3 separate regions of the Mus musculus genome follow, and all the other regions are linked to region 1. Evidence: chromatin contacts called from public Hi-C data. All regions are on one chromosome and are shown on one strand. Each heading gives the region's core, a stretch centred on a gene start, on an enhancer-like site or on the middle of the called end of the contact. The rest is flanking DNA. Distances are from core to core; before and after follow the strand shown. Region 1 overlaps Lrp1b (low density lipoprotein-related protein 1B). Region 2 overlaps Lrp1b (low density lipoprotein-related protein 1B). Region 3 overlaps Lrp1b (low density lipoprotein-related protein 1B).

Region 1 (2,840 bases), core at 317-2,816:
AAAAGAAAGATTCTTTTTCTGTCCTGTTACACCTTGCTAATGTAAAAATAATATGTGTAAATTTAAAATAAAATTAAAATATATGTTTCACGCCAGATGGTTAATAGATGTAATTTTTTATATTTTAACTTTATTTCATTGCTAAAAAATACAAATGTCTTATATATTTCCACTTTAAATGTGTTGCTTTGACATACAATTTACTTTGACCTGGTAAAAGTAAATAGCAGATGTAATAGAAATCTCTACTTTATGTTTTTCTACTTAAAGGTAAAATGTGAATTTCATTTGTGAAGATTCCTTGCTCTCTCATGTCCTACTCATTCATATCTTCTGCACCAGGATTTTTTAAATTTGCATGTGGGATGCATGCCCATATAAATGTATATGCATTATGTGTGCTTGTTCCCTGGAGTGGGCATGTGTGGGAATGTGCCACCACACAAGTGTGAGATTTTACAACAACCTTGGATTTTTTTCCAACTGGCTCTCTGCTGTTTTCTGCTATATCTTCCGTCTTTACCCCCTGCCTCTTTGTAAGGGCTCTCAGAACACATATATTGAAGTTGTGTTTGTTTATTTGTTTGTGTGTTTGTTTATTGTTGTTGTAGTTGCTTCAAGGTATTTGAACTTGGAATCTCAAATGTTCTGTGCAAGTATACTTACCCACTGGGTCATCTGCCAGCCCACAAGAAGATTTCTTTATCAATGTGGAAGTCTTCTCTATTAAAACACCATTTGAGTGTAAGCATCCTTCTCCCAGAGATAGATACCCATATAAGCATGCAATCCCTTCCTTTTCTTTTATCCATTTCCATTCCCCAAAACATACTTGTGTGAATATCATATTTGAACTCCCAGTCTTAGCAACTTCTGTGTGGATTCGGGTCTGTTTATGAAGCTCCAGAGTAGGTCTGAAATAAACCTTCTAACCCATTACTTCTCACATTCTTTCACAGATGTCAAACACTCGATTAGATATATTAGATGGATTATTACATAAAATGATTTTCTGTCTTGCCTTTGTTAGGAACTATGTTAAATAAAATCCACAAATAATGCTCATTCTGTAGAAGAGAAAGAAAGAGGTTGAAATCTAGAAATTGTTCTCTAAATCAGTAGCTGAAACTGAGAAAAGCTTGCCTGGGGAGAATCACCTACAGAGGCAAGATTTCAAGTATGTAAAAATCTGGCAAGAGTGTCAGGATTGAAGATGGATTTGGACAGGTTAAAGCTTTTTTAAAAAAAGAAATTAATGTTGCAAAAATTGCTATCAACAAAGCTTATATCCTGAGGAAAAATTAACACTGAGCATGCTTGAAAACTCATAAAATTATATTATATTTTAAGTTACATATATTACATGTAAGTATACTTGTGACAAAGGACTCTGATGATCTGAGCTCACTCTTACCTGAAAGCATCCTCGCTAAGGACTAGCTTTCAAAGTACTGCACGTTTCTATGCAAGCTGACAAGAGAGGGAAGACACCAATAGTGCTACTGCACTGTGATGGCTGTGGACCACAACAATGATCAGCATAGCAAGACTTCAGAAAGGGCACATTAGTGACATTCATTTCCTGTTGATACACAACACTTGTCTAACTGGGTTTAAGGCCTGTTCAATAGGAGTATAATTAGGCCTGGAACTGGAAACACTGCCAACTCCCCTGGCCTAGAAAACTTGTGGATTGTACAGGAGAACCACCCACTGCCATGTTATAAACTGGTATAATTCCTAACTTCATTCTCAACACATATCCTTACACCCATAGGTAAGTGTAGCTATACCTCTTATCAATTAAACTTTTCTCTGTTATAGAGATCTAGATCATTGCAGAAAATTTCAGCTGAACAGAAGGCAGAGAACACCTGATCATGACTCATAAGGCTCAGGGAACTGCCAGACTGTGTCTGCCTCAGAGTACAAGCTGCTCAGGGGAGGCAGAATGCAGGCTTAACAGGATTCCCACTCTGCGTTTCCTGGATGAGAAACAGCAGAGTCTGAGCCAGATGGTGTGGTTCCCATTCTCCCATGTACTCATGTGCCTTCAGCTTATTGCTGGGAGTTGGGAATGGGAGTCCACAGCTCCATGCTTCTTCTTCGGGCTTATAACCACCAGGTAGGAAGGAGAAGGCTGATCCCAGGATGGAGGCCTCTAAGTGAGTGATAAGTTGTGTAGGGGTTGGAAAAGAGAAGGCTTCTCTGGGAGATTTAGGCATGGATCTTTACTAAGAAGCCTCACCCCGACTCTTCACACCCCACGTGGTTTTTGATAAAAGAGAAGGTCCTTGCTTGTCTAAACTGTTTTATTTTGATGGCAGATGTGAATGCATAAATCGTACTCAGGATGAACCAAGAAAGGTTGCAGGAAAGAATGTCCAGGAAAGGAAGCTCATTGGCTGACCACTCTGGGTCTCTCTAGATACCTCATTAGCATAGAGAACTTTCAGTTTTTTGGATTTTTTTTTTTTTAGATATTTTCTTTATTTACATGTCAAATGTTATCCCCTTTCCTAGTTTCCCCTCCAAAAAAATCTCCTATCCCCTTACCCCTCCCCCTGCTCCCCAACCCACCCACTCCCACTTCCTGGCCCTGGCATTCCTCTATACTGGGGAATAGAATCTTCACAGAACTAAGAGCATCTACTCCCATTGATGGCCGGCTAGGCCATCCTCTGCTACATATGCAGCTACAGCCCACCATGTGTTTTCTTGGATTGGTGGTTTAGTCCCAGGGAGCTCTTATTTATGTCACATGCTTATGTGTTCTGTATCAGGTAATTTGGTAGGGAGCTGTCGCAATGCCTACCATTTTCAATTCTGAGATTCCCCAG
Region 2 (2,803 bases), core at 54-2,553, 450 kb before region 1:
TTATTCTTAAGACTTCTATGCTCCAAACGTGTTGGTTAGAAAACCCAGCCCATTGGTTATGCATCAATGGCCAATGAATACATCATTAAATATAGCGTACAAAGAGCAATGCACTTAGCAGATGTAAAACAATATTACTAATATGTTGTATGTGTTCAGGTTTGTCTGTTACTTTTTACAGTTCCTTTATGTTGCAGAGCAAACACAAGTCAGGCAAACTCTCTACACGGAACTCTCTCTTCATCTGTCAAAGTTGTCTTTATTGTTTGTTTAATTTGTTTCTATGAAGAATCATTTATTGCTGTTGATTTTTTTTGTTCTCACTTTCTTCAATGCAAATTGATTCTCTGCTAGCCACATCTGTCATGATGCAGACATTTAACGAACACAGGCTGCATTTGTCTTTTTATTTCCTGATCAGATTAAATTCTTGTGATTTCTAGAAATCTTAGTTATACCTGCCAGAACCTCAAACATGTTGTCTCCTAGGTGATGATATACAGTACAAGACATGCTTAACCCACCATTTTCCAAGTCTCTCCATGAAAGGAAATCTCTCCCCAGTAGTTAATTTTGAGCCCAGAGCATGAGTTTTTAAATATCTTGACTATTTTGCTCCTCAGCACAGTTTCACCACTGTTTTTTTAGCAATTATAGTACAGATTCTTCAGTGTATCGAATGTTATACTAACCACTGGAAATGATGATTTCTACTACAAAATTTTTTTCTTTTGGAAATTATTGAAAGCCTTGTCTCAAAAGAGCTTTCCCTCTCGATGTGCTTATGTGTTCATTTATGTTACTTTCATTTCCACTCCATTATTTTTTACTAATTAATGTGTCATAATCTATTAAAATCATTATTCATTTTGAAGTTTATCATGTTTAAATTTTAATTAGTCAGTGCTCTTGGATTCCCTCTTAATATTTTCTTGTTCTTTATTATTATTTTTTTTTTGCTTTAGGTACCATACCTAATATAACTTTTATTGCAAAGTATATGTTTAAAAAGTAGCACATGTAAAAATGGTACATTGACCCGAACTCAGGGAAGTGATGTTATTCACCTAAGGGTATCTCTAAGCTGATAGAATAATAAATTATATAATGTAATGTCACATATTATGCAGAATACTACTTTCAGTAGTTAAATATAGCAATAAGAAAAGGCTGTACAAATCATCTGTTGAGCATGTCTCAGTGCTCAGTGATCGTAGCAAAATCCCAGCATGGGTGGCAACTAGGTGTCATCTTTGTCTTCGAGAACAGATGCCCTCAGCAGAAAGTCAATGGAAGCTCCTTCAGTAAACAGTAGCGTAGCACCAAACCTGTCAATCATGGCAATATTGCTTATTGCTCTATACTCCAGTGGCTTCATTGCTGCCAGTGACACATAATGCTGCGGATATGAGATGAAACTCCATGGCAGTTCTTGAAATGGTGCATCAAAACTGGTGTGTACAGAAAGTACAAATGGATGCAAGCACTGCTAATGGCAAACACAGGAGTTTTGTGGTAGAGATGCAAATTCATCAACTTATACTCCAAAGAAGGAGGAGTGAAGTAAAACTAAATAGCCTGACTATTCTCTCCAAACATCCCATCAGTACATATAGCCAAAGAAAGTATAGCCATTTAAAAATACATCAAAACTGTTAGCTTGTCATATATCATTATTACTACTAGTAGCGCGTGCGCGCGTGCGTGCGTGCGTGTGTGTGTGTGTGTGTGTGTGTGTGTGTGTGTGTGTGTGTGTGTGTGATTTTCTGGTTGTGTTTAAGTCCAAGAGGTTCTCTTAATTTCTATGCCATCTGTTTCTGCAGATATTATCTGTTACATAATAAATCTACTGGTATGTTTGGAGAGTAGGTGAATTCCCGAGTGAATGGGTATTGACGTCATGGGCATAGATATGTCAAGGATCTTAAATAGCACAAACTCTTGGGAGTGGCAAAGTCTTTCCCCATATCAGACTCAGGAAATTAGCAAAACTTTCTGCTAGTTTGCATGCAGATGTTGACTGTCTGTGCAAACACTGACAACTGAAGCTTCATCCTAAGTCTGTTTGCCTTGCTTTTCTCTGTATGTGTAAGTGTGCCTTCATTCTTCTGTTACTCCTACCAGATTTCCAGGACCAAGCCATGCACGGCATGACAGGTTCCCAGGACATACAATGAGTCCTAGCACATCTATTGCTTCTAGTTTTTCAGTCCGGGACTCTTCCTTTCCATCCTTCCATTAGCTTTCCAGACATCAAAAAAGCAAGTTGGGGACCAACAATCTGATATCTTGCTAAAATATTTGTGAGCATTTTTGTACAGATTGATGCATATTTGCCTGCTCAAATTTTAACTTGATCACCAAATATTTATAGTACTACTAGGGGGCAGCAACATACTATGAAGAAGAACTAGATAGGTGAACCAAGAGGGAGGAAATGAACCAAGAGGAAATGAACCAAGAGGAACAGGGAATGATCATATAGACAACTCACACTTAGAAGCAGTAGAATTCCGAAGTGGAAGCAACCATCTGCCAGGTGAATCAGGAGAAAATATATGAGAATGCAACTTGAGCAGAGATTTAAAGGGAGAGTCTGGAAGATCAGGTTCATTTGGTACAAGCTAGGTGTTTTCTAAGCCCAGAGGAATAAAAGTACAGTCTAATCCAGTACATTGCATACACTAGAAAGGTCCTCACATTTGCCTCCCTTCTCTCCCTAGTGATTACCTTGTCATCAAAGATGCTCTTATTCTTAAGATGACTAAAATTCAAACCAGTTAACAAATTCATTTAATATGAA
Region 3 (2,700 bases), core at 129-2,628, 510 kb before region 1:
ATGTTGCTCATCTAATGATCAAGTGAAATGAAATGTTTGAGTGGCTGTATGAATGGTGAAGACTTTTCTAGGTCAATTGTACCAATGGAAATTGATGAGATCTAGGAAGTAACAAAAAAGGAGAAAAATGTTAATTACATAGTTAACATTTGCTAATGAGGTTTAATTTTGATTATGTTGTATTATTATTCTATTTTCTTCCACTTGTTATTGACATGAAAGAATGAAGAGAGTCATCTTGCGCAGTGAATTGATAAATAGGAAATACAGTAGAGACCCAACGTATCCTCCCTTCTTATATTGCATCTCTTATAAAATCCTACTGCATGGTATTTGAAAGCAATTTTTTTCATCTCAATCAATCAATATTCAAAATTTAAGAAACGTATCCACATAGTTTAAAAATAAAAATTGAAAATGTGCTCATTTTAATAAAATCCTCTAGTTAAATTTATGTTATAATGAAAGACTGAGATATAACAGAGCCTAAAGTATGATGAGCATTAAATTATACACATTGTGTGTACACATATGTATACACTTTAGCACACACTCATATTTCTTAAATCTATTTATGTACATATATATTGTATACATACTAACATCTTCTGAGGAAGTATAGATATTTAGTTAATAGATGTGAAATATATGGCATAGAACATACCAATCAATTTATTTATCTGGTGGAATTAGTTGATATCATCTGTGATAACCAATGATTGAACCATTGAAAGTACAATTTATTTCTCAAAAAGAATTCTTAGTGAGTAGGATGACCCCACAACTCAAGACTCAGATTCAGAAAGGAACTTAGATCAAAGGACACGTTTTGGAAATGTCTCATTTACCCTTAACCTTTTACCTAATAGTTGAAGTCATTCCATGGGGCTCTAGGTTGTTAGTGACTGAAGAGGAAGAAACAAGATGATGATTTTGTCATTAGGCCAGTGTCTTACTCTCAACTAAACACTTGTCAGCATTACCCCACAATGCCAAACCATTTTACAATGATTAAAGCAAAAGAAGCAAGACGAAATCATTTCTTTGCACCAACTGCTTTGAAATTCAGTCCATTCCTGCAATGCATCTTAGGTTCAGTATCACAAAATTCTTTACTCAAAGGAATGTACTATAATTACTTTGTCTAAATCTCAGCTGCAAATATTGAACATATTTAAATAGAGAGGGGTTGCTCGGTCACAGAAAATCCATCAATAATGTAGAAAGCCTGCATTGTAAAATCAGCCCTGCTATCAGGAGGGCTTCTTTTAAAAAACCCCCAAATCCTGGCACACTGCAGTGAGCTGGGCCTGGCCTCCCGGAGGCCAATGCCAGCTGCACAGCTTAATACTCATTCTCCTTCAGCCACCCCACAGAGACTATTGGCAGCCACCTCAGAGGGGTAAAAATAAACTTGAAAGTATTTTTAACACAGCACAACAAGGCTCTGTGGAAGAAGCCTGCTGGTTACAAACAGCAGCACTTGCCTCTTACCTTTCTGTGGGTTCCATTCAAAAATACTTTCTCAATATGATCATAGTAAGCATCACACCAATATAATGTGCTGGTGTGAAAGTCCAGTGTTAAGCCATTTGGCCACAGCATCTTTGAAGTCACAAAAACCTGTCGATTGACACCATCCATCCAAGCTTTCTCAATCCTTCCCACGCTGTCATCTATTTTATCTTCCTTCCAGTCTGTCCAGTACATCCAACTAGGAAGTGAGAAACAAGAGTTTATCTCATTATCTCCAGTAGCCACCTAGAAGCACCCTCGGATTTGGTACTTCCATAAGTCAGCAGCTTGCTGATATTTTGTATATAAACTTTTCTTTCTGTAACAGTTAACTCAGGGAAGCCAAGACAAGGAAACAGCCTTGCAGCTTCACTGCAGCAAACCTACTACCAGCTACCATCCCCCAGGCTACCAAAAAAACCTTATCACCAGCCACTAAGACTTGCCTAATACATTAATGAAAACCGTGGTAAGTACCAAATATTTATTTTCTTTGAACCCTGATATTTTTATGTAGCGTTACTTTTAAATATTGTTCCATAAAATGTATTATTTGGCTCAGTGATTAAAAGGCTGACAGCTGACATGAGAATCCAGAGCACAGTTAATGATCTACTCTAGAATTTATCTAATTTCAGGTGAATTAGTGTTTTTATTTTTAGATAGGCAACTGGATTGCCTTTATTCTAAAGGTCACAGTCACATTGGCTTTATTTAGCCAGATCTAATTCATCTTCCTGATGCAAATTATCTATGCTTTATTGCTGCTTATTATTATCCCAGATCCACACAGGATGATTTAGCTGCACATAAGTTTAATAACAGGAGGTTGACTGACCTTGTGATTTTGAGCTTTTAACATCTCTCTCAAACAAAACACCTTCCTTTACAAAAGAATCTGTGTAAGCTGTAACAGTGGGGGAGGGAGCCTGGAGCTAAGGTTCCAATTCCCTCATGAATAAGGTTGAAACGCACTACATGTGTTGTTTAAGGGTCATGTGAAAGTTCCTGGGTTATTAATTAAACTGGGGCTTCATTTTGGCAACCATACACAGCTCTGAAAAGGGACCAATGCTTATCTAAGCTGGAGGTCTTAAAAAAGGCCCCCTGATGTCTTTCCCTCCTTTGTGGGAATAATTCTGACATAATTTGGAACAATTTTGAATCGAGACTAAGAAGTTTAAA

The links. Hi-C and Micro-C count contacts between places; a contact is called where the count stands out from the background.
Region 2: a contact with region 1 is called in a Hi-C map of cerebellum, with 1.6 times the contacts expected there. The contact joins two enhancer-like sites.
Region 3: a contact with region 1 is called in a Hi-C map of cerebellum, with 2.7 times the contacts expected there. The contact joins two enhancer-like sites. A contact is called at or near these places in 4 of 484 Hi-C or Micro-C datasets (cerebellar granule neurons and cerebellum).

The regions. Positions count from the first base shown.
Region 1 is chr2:41,978,870-41,981,709 of GRCm38.p6, forward strand. The region is part of intron 2 of Lrp1b (low density lipoprotein-related protein 1B); the gene reads right to left. Among named protein-coding and RNA genes, the nearest start is that of Mir6336, 470 kb to the right of the region's middle. Within about 2 kb of position 1,567, at least 23 of the 459 cell types and tissues checked have an H3K27ac peak or open chromatin away from gene starts, as enhancers often do. A contact at or near this core is called in cerebellar granule neurons and cerebellum, where this site is marked.
Region 2 is chr2:41,533,483-41,536,285 of GRCm38.p6, forward strand. The region is part of intron 7 of Lrp1b (low density lipoprotein-related protein 1B); the gene reads right to left. Among named protein-coding and RNA genes, the nearest start is that of Gm30138, 240 kb to the left of the region's middle. Within about 2 kb of position 1,304, at least 2 of the 459 cell types and tissues checked have an H3K27ac peak or open chromatin away from gene starts, as enhancers often do. A contact at or near this core is called in cerebellum, where this site is marked.
Region 3 is chr2:41,469,448-41,472,147 of GRCm38.p6, forward strand. It overlaps Lrp1b (low density lipoprotein-related protein 1B), which reads right to left. Exons shown (of 91, transcript NM_053011.2): 13 at 1,495-1,714. Among named protein-coding and RNA genes, the nearest start is that of Gm30138, 180 kb to the left of the region's middle. Within about 2 kb of position 1,379, at least 33 of the 459 cell types and tissues checked have an H3K27ac peak or open chromatin away from gene starts, as enhancers often do. A contact at or near this core is called in cerebellar granule neurons and cerebellum, where this site is marked.